Linked DNA regions of Mus musculus: region 1 is linked to region 2. A link is a contact called in public HiChIP or PLAC-seq data. All regions are on one chromosome and are shown on one strand. The core of a region is the stretch at or near the end of the contact, and the rest is flanking DNA. Distances in the headings are between cores, read along the strand shown. Region 1 overlaps Pum1 (pumilio RNA-binding family member 1). Region 2 holds the start of Pum1 (pumilio RNA-binding family member 1).

Region 1 (4,052 bases), core at 1,178-3,677, 56 kb before region 2:
GGGAAGGGAAGGCCAAGAGCTAAATCCTATTATTCAAGCTGTGTCAAGGAAATCCCAATGACAATATAAAACTACTGCTTCCTCATGAGACACCTTCACTTAAAGAGTTAACATCTGGACTGCCAGCTGTCACATCCAAGAACTTCTGTGTACCTGCTGTGAGTTCTATATAATCACTGTGCCACAAATATAATCACTGGCCACTCAGCTTACTAGACTAAAGACCCAGCTGCCCTACTAGACACAGATGGCTCGCTGTCCTTGTTCTCCAAACTTAACATTGACCTTCTTTTGTTTTTAAAAGAATGACTGGGACAGCCCCCCTTTCCCAATGTTGCATGCATATCATGGGAACTAGAGTGATTCAGATTTCCCATAAACACAGTTTTCTCTGTGTGACATCCTAACTGCAGTAAAGCAAGACCAGCAGCAGAGCAAGCCCAGGTTAACATCAGCAGAACACACCACCAGTGCTGACCAGCAGTTTTCTGACTGGCAGGCCTTCATCAGCCAAAAGCACCTGCCAACACCCTGGCTTAACATCCATCAGTATTCTTCTATCAACCTACAGATGGCACAGACGTCAAACTATTGAATAACATTTTATTCTCCACGGATATCCTCTTAAGAAAGAAGATACTGAGACTTAACCATCTGACTGTAGGAGTCCTGCTTCCTAAAGAAACATCTGGCCTGAGGCTCAATACAATGAAGATCTAAAAATCACATTTCCCAAAACAACTAAGTATGGGACTCTCCTTGGGCAGGGCTTTATCATAAAAACTGTCCTAAAAGTGACAGTAATAATCCCAATTCTTCTGTTTTATCTCCTTTTAATTCAAATTACTTTTCTGCCTCCTACAACCTTCACAGTAGTCCAGATGTGTGCCTGTGCCTAATGTCAACAAACTAGAAACTGGTCAGAGAATTCACAGCCATTGTTATCAAGGCTCCTGGCCACCATACCAGCAACTCATTAATGAAGCACACTAGTTTTTCTCTAGCAAATAACTTAAAGTGGAGGCAGTATTTATAAGGCAGTACTTTCTCTTAAGAAATCAAATAAAAGTGTGAAGAAGGAAGAAAATAGAATTCCACTGCTCTCTTGAGAAGACAGGCAAACAGCAATCCTTTGGCTTGCTCCCATTCCTCATAACCAAAGTATAAATCTTGTCTGCCCCAAAGAAGCCCCATGAGAAGAGCACAAAAGCAGTTCCCTTTTGATTTACAGGCCATTATGTCTGAACTAAGTCAAAAGATCCAGAAGCATTCCGGTCAGCTCTGACAAGGCTAGCCCTCAAGAACATGCTTAATATTAATACACAGAGAGAGCAGGCTAACACCGACTACTGTAACCAAACAGTTTTCGGAGACAGAAGGGTAGCGCCTAGGTAACAAATGCAGCACATAAAGAAGCGCATGTGTAGGTGAAACCAAGTGTATGATGATAAGGGGGAAGAAGGTATCTCAAACATTTGCCACCGGGTTCTTTTAGGCCACAACGACATCCGGGAAAAGGACTAAAAGGGTACAGAACAAACCAAGTTAGGCATGAAAGGCAGGCAGATAGCTGCAACATACATCAGCCAGAGAATACAAAAGGAGATTCAAGTAGATATATTTCCCAAGATTCCTTTATCTATAAAGCTGATAATATAGAGAATGTGCTTCAAGAAAGGCGGTGACAAAGCTTCAGAAAGAATGCTAAGATTCAGCAGCAAGAGGCAGTAGGCAAGGAGACTGCTTTGGCTGCCATTCAGCCAGAATTTATATGTGGGGTTAGTGGCAATGAATTAAAACCAAACCAGAAAACAAAGACAAAACAAAACAAAACAAAACAAAACAAAAAAAAAAAAAAAGCAAGCTCCCCAACAGCATAGGCATAGGAAACAAAGCTGCTCAATTGCGGCCACCATAAAATTCACATCTAGCCTGCAAAAACCAAGACTGAGCCACATGCCTTGTCCTCTGTAAGGTTCTGAGGTAGTGGCCGGGCAATCACTCCTCTAAGACAGCACCTCATGCAGATACCCAACTTGTCCTTCTCTCTTGAGCTTTGTTTTAGTGAAGAATGCCTTCTTGTTAACTCATTAACTGAGGCTTTGATTGTAGTGCTTCCCTCACCTGGCCCTCCGCCCCCCTGCCGCCCACAGAAACCCAAGCCCTGACTTTTCCATCTTTGAAGTGCAGTTTGCCTGTCCTGTCATGCTTGGTGAGCTCCATGTATGCTACAATGGGAGTGTTCTAAAACACCCTCTAACACTGCGAGCACCTAGGAAACTCAACAGGCACATTTGCTTTGGGGGAAAGGGGAAGAAAGAGACAGGAACAAGTTCCTCAAGCCAACTTACAAATCCTCCTTTTCTTAGACAGGAGTCGCCCGGGGATGAGCTCAACACATACTCCACCATGCTAACGCCTAGTCCCCCACTCTCCGACCGTGGGGACAGTACAGAATTGACCTCACTGTTCACATGGAAACTCTGACCAGGTCTTCTCTGCACCATGATTGGCTGGGAAACTGAATGATCTACAAAAAAGATACACAAGTGTGACACAGTGCAGCCAGAAGCCCAAACAAATTATGAGTGATGTCTCGTGATAAACCAATGTCTGGGAATCAGGAGACCCACCATGGTCAGCTGAGCCAAGGTCTCCCCTTGGGTCTTTCAATAAGCACTGGTATTCTACATAGGCTAAGGACACAGAACATACCCCTCCTATATCTAGGAGAGCAAGGGAGTACAGCCGATCACATTGCTAAGTAGAAAAGTCAATGGTCACCTCTTTCGAATTGCAGAAATTCTTTTGTTCTTTTTTTCCTTATCTTTTTTTTGGGGGGGGGACAACAAATCGTTCTGAGGACTCCAGTTTGCACCGTCCTGAATACAGTTTATCCAGTGTTGGGTTTTCTGTTTTCCCCATCCCTAGAAGCTGTGGCTTCTTTCTGCTGTTGGTGTCTCTGCCTCTACCAGCTCTCCCCAACCCTCTTCAGTGGCAGTCTATCACAAGAGTGTCTGTGCCGGGTGAGTTCATTTGACCTCAGGCACATTTAAAGATAACTACGGCATATATAGCATAAAACATCAAGAGAAAAAGAAAAAAAGAATAATGAAGTTCAAAGTATGGGTTTGGATTTTCCAATTCCAGGCAAGCTGACAGCAGCACAGAGGGAAACGCAGCTAAAATCATGATCACTTCAAATGAGTCCCTTCTTCTTTGACTAGCACTTGAGAAAATATTGAAGATTTGATTTTGTGTAATTATTTTTAATATACTACATCATCTAAGCTCCTTAGTGGCAATTATACTACTATAGGACAGGACATTTGCTCGGCGTGCTTCTGCCACTGATCTGAAATTCATGACTTGGCCAAGTGCTGAGGAAGGGAGCTCTAAGACAGGCATAAATCACAGTAGAGAGGCTAGAGCTAGATTACCTGATGTTCCCCAGGCACTGTCTCGCCATTGATCACCCAGGAATATTCCTTTTGGTCCATCTTTGCTGGATTCATCTGTTTCCCAAAACTTTTTACCTGGCAAGAGCTGCTGCAAATTAAAAATAATAGATGCTTTTAAAGAATTCATAAAGGATGAGAGTACAGCAGTCAACACTTTCTTTAGACAAGAGTACTGAAGATGTTCAAAGACCCTGAGGGTCTCAATCAAAGTGTTTTGGCTACACAGCTATGATCAGAACACTATTCTTCTTTGGTAAAGGACACAGAAATGCCTAAAGCAGGGGGACACTAATCATCAATATCTAAAATTGTTCACTTAATTGTTGTGAAGATTTTTGAGGAGGTAAGAGTACAAACATGGCCCTACTACAGCTAACTGCTTGCTCCGAGGGCTCTACCTGCGAGAGTGCCTACCACAGTTAACACTGTCCGCACAAGCACTGACTGAGCACAGTTACTCAAGCAGGAGCACAAACACAGCTAGGAGCCCCAGCTACAGAATATTAGACACCACTTCTATTAACTAACTCTGCACCACATCCACCTTTTCTAAGATTTTAAGAGAAAAAAAAAAACATTCATCTACTTTCA
Region 2 (3,964 bases), core at 174-2,673:
AGCCCCTAGTGTTTTACAAAGTTACAATGAGCAAAGGGTCAAAATGGTTTACTAAAAACCCTGAAGGAAGCTGCTTATCTTAAAAGGAGAGCCACATTAGTAACTTTTACACCAAAGCAAACAGCTCAAGCTACAATCCTACCTTCAGAAGTAACTGGCTTTAAAAACTGAACGCCCAAAAGCCCTCATAAATCATCTTAATAATCCCAGTAATTAATGGGGTGAGCAAAATGATCAAGTGTAACGAAGCGTTATCGTAATTTGCACAATGAAAACGAACAATCCTTCAAAGTTATGGTGGGGATAAAGCCTTCTCTGGTCATCTATGTGGGAGTTCCTCGCGATGTGGGAGGGGAGCTCTTGGGAAGAGGGGTGAGCTTCACTGGAGAAAAGTTACTGGAGTGTTCCTCCCTTAACGTGGGAGTGGTACTGACGAGTCAAACAAATGACCCATGTTTACCCACCGCGTTCGTGAGGACCGAAACTGTAGCACTGTGTAGCTATCTACATGTTTGTCCTACTACCTGCTGAAAGCCCCTTGGAGAGGGAAGCACACCAACACAGGGAGGATCAGAGAGGAAGAACACCCCCTCCTCAAGGGGGAGGAAAACACACACAAGCTCTCACAGAAACAAAAGGCCACAAGGAACCCAGGCGCTTAAAAAGCGATCCGAAACTTCCTGATGGTCACCTCTCCATATTTCAAGGCTTGCAAGATCGCCCACTCCCCCACCACCATGGGGGGCTCGCCCGAGGACCGTGGCCCACCGCCCGCTTTCTAAAGCCTTGTATTGTTCCTCCCTCGGCGCTGCCACGGAAGCTCCAGCCAAGTCCAAGGAGCCCGCGGGACCACAGAATCTCCACTCCGCGGCCACAAGAGAGGACCTGGGGCTGCTCAGATCCATCCAAAAAATAAATAAATAAATGCAGGGGAGGAAGGAAAAAAAAAAAAAAAGAAGCCGAGCCGAACGGCAACACCAACCTCTAGGGACTCCCGGCAGGGCCGAACGGAGGCACGGAGCCGCCGGCAGCCGCGGGCGAGCCGGGCCCCGGCCGCGGCCCGCTCCCCACCCCCTCCTCGCGGATAACAATAGGGCCTCGCTGCCGCCTCCCAAACACGTACGAGCGGAGCGAGCGCGGTGCCTCCGCCAGGCCCGGCGGCGTCTCTAAGCCCTTTCTCGCCCCGCCAACCGCTGCCAAACGCCAATACGAGAGGCGCATCGGCTCGCTGGGGGTTCGGAGCACGGTTTGGGGCCACCGGGGCGCGGATACTCACGGGCGGAGCGGTAGGATGAAGATGGATTCCGGCCCCCCGATCTTCGCTCGCCGGCGCTCTCGCTCCCCCTTACCTTTCACTCCGACAACATGGCGGCCCACTGGGGACTGGGCTGACGCGGTGCATCATGGGAGCGGCGCCGGCGCCGGCCCCAGCTCCGGCGGTGGCAGCGGCGTGTGCGGAGCGGGCGGGCGGGCGGGCGGCTCTGGAACAGGTTGCCCGGTTGCCATGCCAACGGCAGGGCCTGTGTGAACTCGGGGAAACTCGCAGGCCACACAACCGCTGTGCCCGCCCGCTGGGGCGAGCGCGCGCCGCCGCCGCGGAGGGAGCGGGGTGGGAGGCACGGGAGCGCGCACGGAGTGCCCGGGCTGCCGTGGGGGGGAGGGGACGCCAACCTGGGGCTGTGCCTGAACCTTGGCACAGCCTGGCCAGTGTCTGGGTTCGAACCCCTTCTAGCCCTCTGGCTCCTGGCCTTTTTGCATCTTTTCCTGCCTCGTTTCCCCAGTGTAACATACAAAAGAAAAGAGCAACAGAACGACCATGCTGATGGAGGGCAGGACCTCAACCTAATTTGCAGGATCTGGAGCGCAATGACAATGGCAGGACCCTTGTTCAAAGGTCATTAGAAATATCAAGATGGAAACTAAGCAAATTAAGCTGAGAACTAGAAGCCAGAGGTGTTTGCAAGCACTCCATTTCAGTTGATTGGTTGGTTGGTTTAAAGATGCATTTGTATGTGATTACACTGTCCTACCTTCAGACATACCAGAAGAGGGTGTCAGATCCCATTACAGATGGTTGTAAGCCACCATGTGGTTGCTGGGAATTGAACTCAGTACCTCTGGAAGAGCAGTCAGTGCTCTTAACCAATGAGCCCTCTCTCCAGCCCTGGTTTGGTTTTTATTGTGACAGGGTCTTTTGTTGTAGCTCTGGCTGGGCTGCTCTCTAACCTACTGAAATCCACCTGTCTCTGCCTTCAAGAACCGTTCAATTTTTTTTTTTTTTTTTTTTTTTTTTTTTAGGTTTTTTAGGCTTTTTAAATTCTTTTTGATTTTTCAAGACAGAGTTTCTCTGTGTAGCCCTGGCTGTTCTGGAACTCCCATTGTAAACCAGGCTGGCCTCAGAACTCACAGAGATATCCCCACCTCTGCCTCCTGAGTATTGGGATTAACAGCCTATGCCACCACCACCTCGCTTTTTTTTTTATTTCTGTTTTTGAGATAGGGTGTCATAGAGCCAGGCTGCCCTCAAACTCACTGTGTAGCTAAGGATTACCTTGACCCCCTGAGCCTACTTCCATACCTTCCTTCTGTTACTACAGACATACCAAATGTAGGACTTCACATATGCCAGGCAACACCCTACCAAACAACTGAGCTACATCCCCCCCCACCAGGTCTCGATATTCAAACTCAAGAACATACTCTATTCAGAAAGCCAGCTTGTAACCAGACCTGAAATTCCTTAACTGAACCTTCATTTCCCACACTGCTAACAATGCTTTGTGAAATCAAGTAGATAATGCATTTAGCTCCATCAGGCCAAGGCCCTGGACAGTACTGAATAGCCATAGTATGCAAGCACACAGGAGGAAGAAAGATGACAGATATGAGAAAATTACACCTTTTAGCTTCTTACCAGACAACTCTGGGCTCCATGCTTTCGTCCTGAGAGCCATAGTTAATTCTTTACTTTCTTTTTTTTTTTTTTTTTTTTTTTGTTTGTCTGGTTGGTTGATTCAGTTTGGTTTTTTTGGTTTCTCAGGACAGGGTTTCTCAGTAAAGACCTGGCTGTCCTAGAACTTGCTCTGTAGAGCAGGCTGGCCTCAAACTCAGTGGTCCAACTGCCTCTGCCTTCCGAGTGCTAAGATTAAAGATGGTCCCACCGCTGTCCCGCTTAGTTTCCTTAGGTTGAACTTCAGCTTCCGTCATCCATTTGGTAAGACTTTAATGCTGGTTTAGCCATAGACAGGAGATATTCGTCTTGAGGACTCACTAGTCAATCAGATGAGGCAATCCCAGCGGAGTAAACATCACCCATCTCTGATCTTGTTAAAGAAATTTACTTTCAAAGGCTCTAAGACACAAACCCAACCCCAGAATAACCCTATCAGAGCACAGCCTCCAGCAGACTCTTGAGACCACTGTTATCAAGTGTTTACCAGTGTGACATATGCTGCCCTCAGACTCTTACTCATTATCCAACTTAAAATTTCCAAACTAGGGCTGCAGAGATGGCTCAGTGGTTAAGAGCACTGACTGCTCTTTTAAAAAAAATTTCTGGGGTTGGGAATTTAGCTCAGTGGTAGAGCACTTGCCTAGCAAGCGCAAGGCCCTGGGTTTGGTCTTCAGCTCTGGAAAAAAAAAAAGACAAAAAATTTCTGCCAGTCGTGGTGGCACATGCCTTTAATCCCAGCACTTGGGAGGCAGAGGCAAGAGAATTTCTGAGTTTGAAGCCAGCTTGGTCTTCAGAGTGAGTTCCAGGACAGCCGGGGCTACACAGAGAAACCCTGTCTCAAAAAAAACCAAAAGAAACAAAAAAATTCCAAACTAAAATAAACAATAAATCTGCCAGACTACAAAATATTAATCATAGTAGACAGACAGGACACCAGTACTCCTGTTTTAAAATGAAAAAACATAAACTGGGCATGGTGGTGCATGCCTTAATCCCAGCACACAGAGGAAG

Evidence for each region. HiChIP or PLAC-seq counts read pairs in DNA pulled down with a chosen protein or histone mark.
Region 1: a contact with region 2 is called in an H3K27ac HiChIP or PLAC-seq map of extraembryonic endoderm stem cells. The contact joins the enhancer-like site here to the promoter of Pum1 in region 2. A contact is called at or near these places in 9 of 39 promoter capture datasets (the 3T3-L1 cell line, 3T3-L1-derived adipocytes, cranial neural crest and 5 more), 2 of 15 datasets of contacts at CTCF or cohesin (CD8 T cells and the NIH/3T3 cell line), 13 of 484 Hi-C or Micro-C datasets (the C2C12 cell line, the G1E-ER4 cell line, erythroblasts and 7 more), 14 of 115 datasets of contacts at active chromatin or transcription factors (the HPC-7 cell line, the SCID.adh cell line, bone marrow-derived macrophages and 9 more) and 1 of 9 other capture datasets (pancreatic islet).

The regions. Positions count from the first base shown.
Region 1 is chr4:130,717,651-130,721,702 of GRCm38.p6, reverse strand. Pum1 (pumilio RNA-binding family member 1) reads right to left here. Exons shown (of 22, transcript NM_030722.3): 4 at 3,441-3,549; 5 at 2,352-2,530. Among named protein-coding and RNA genes, the nearest start is that of Snord85, 30 kb to the left of the region's middle. Within about 2 kb of position 2,427, at least 8 of the 459 cell types and tissues checked have an H3K27ac peak or open chromatin away from gene starts, as enhancers often do. A contact at or near this core is called in extraembryonic endoderm stem cells, where this site is marked.
Region 2 is chr4:130,660,780-130,664,743 of GRCm38.p6, reverse strand. It overlaps Pum1 (pumilio RNA-binding family member 1), which reads right to left and starts at 1,423. Exons shown (of 22, transcript NM_030722.3): 1 at 1,277-1,423.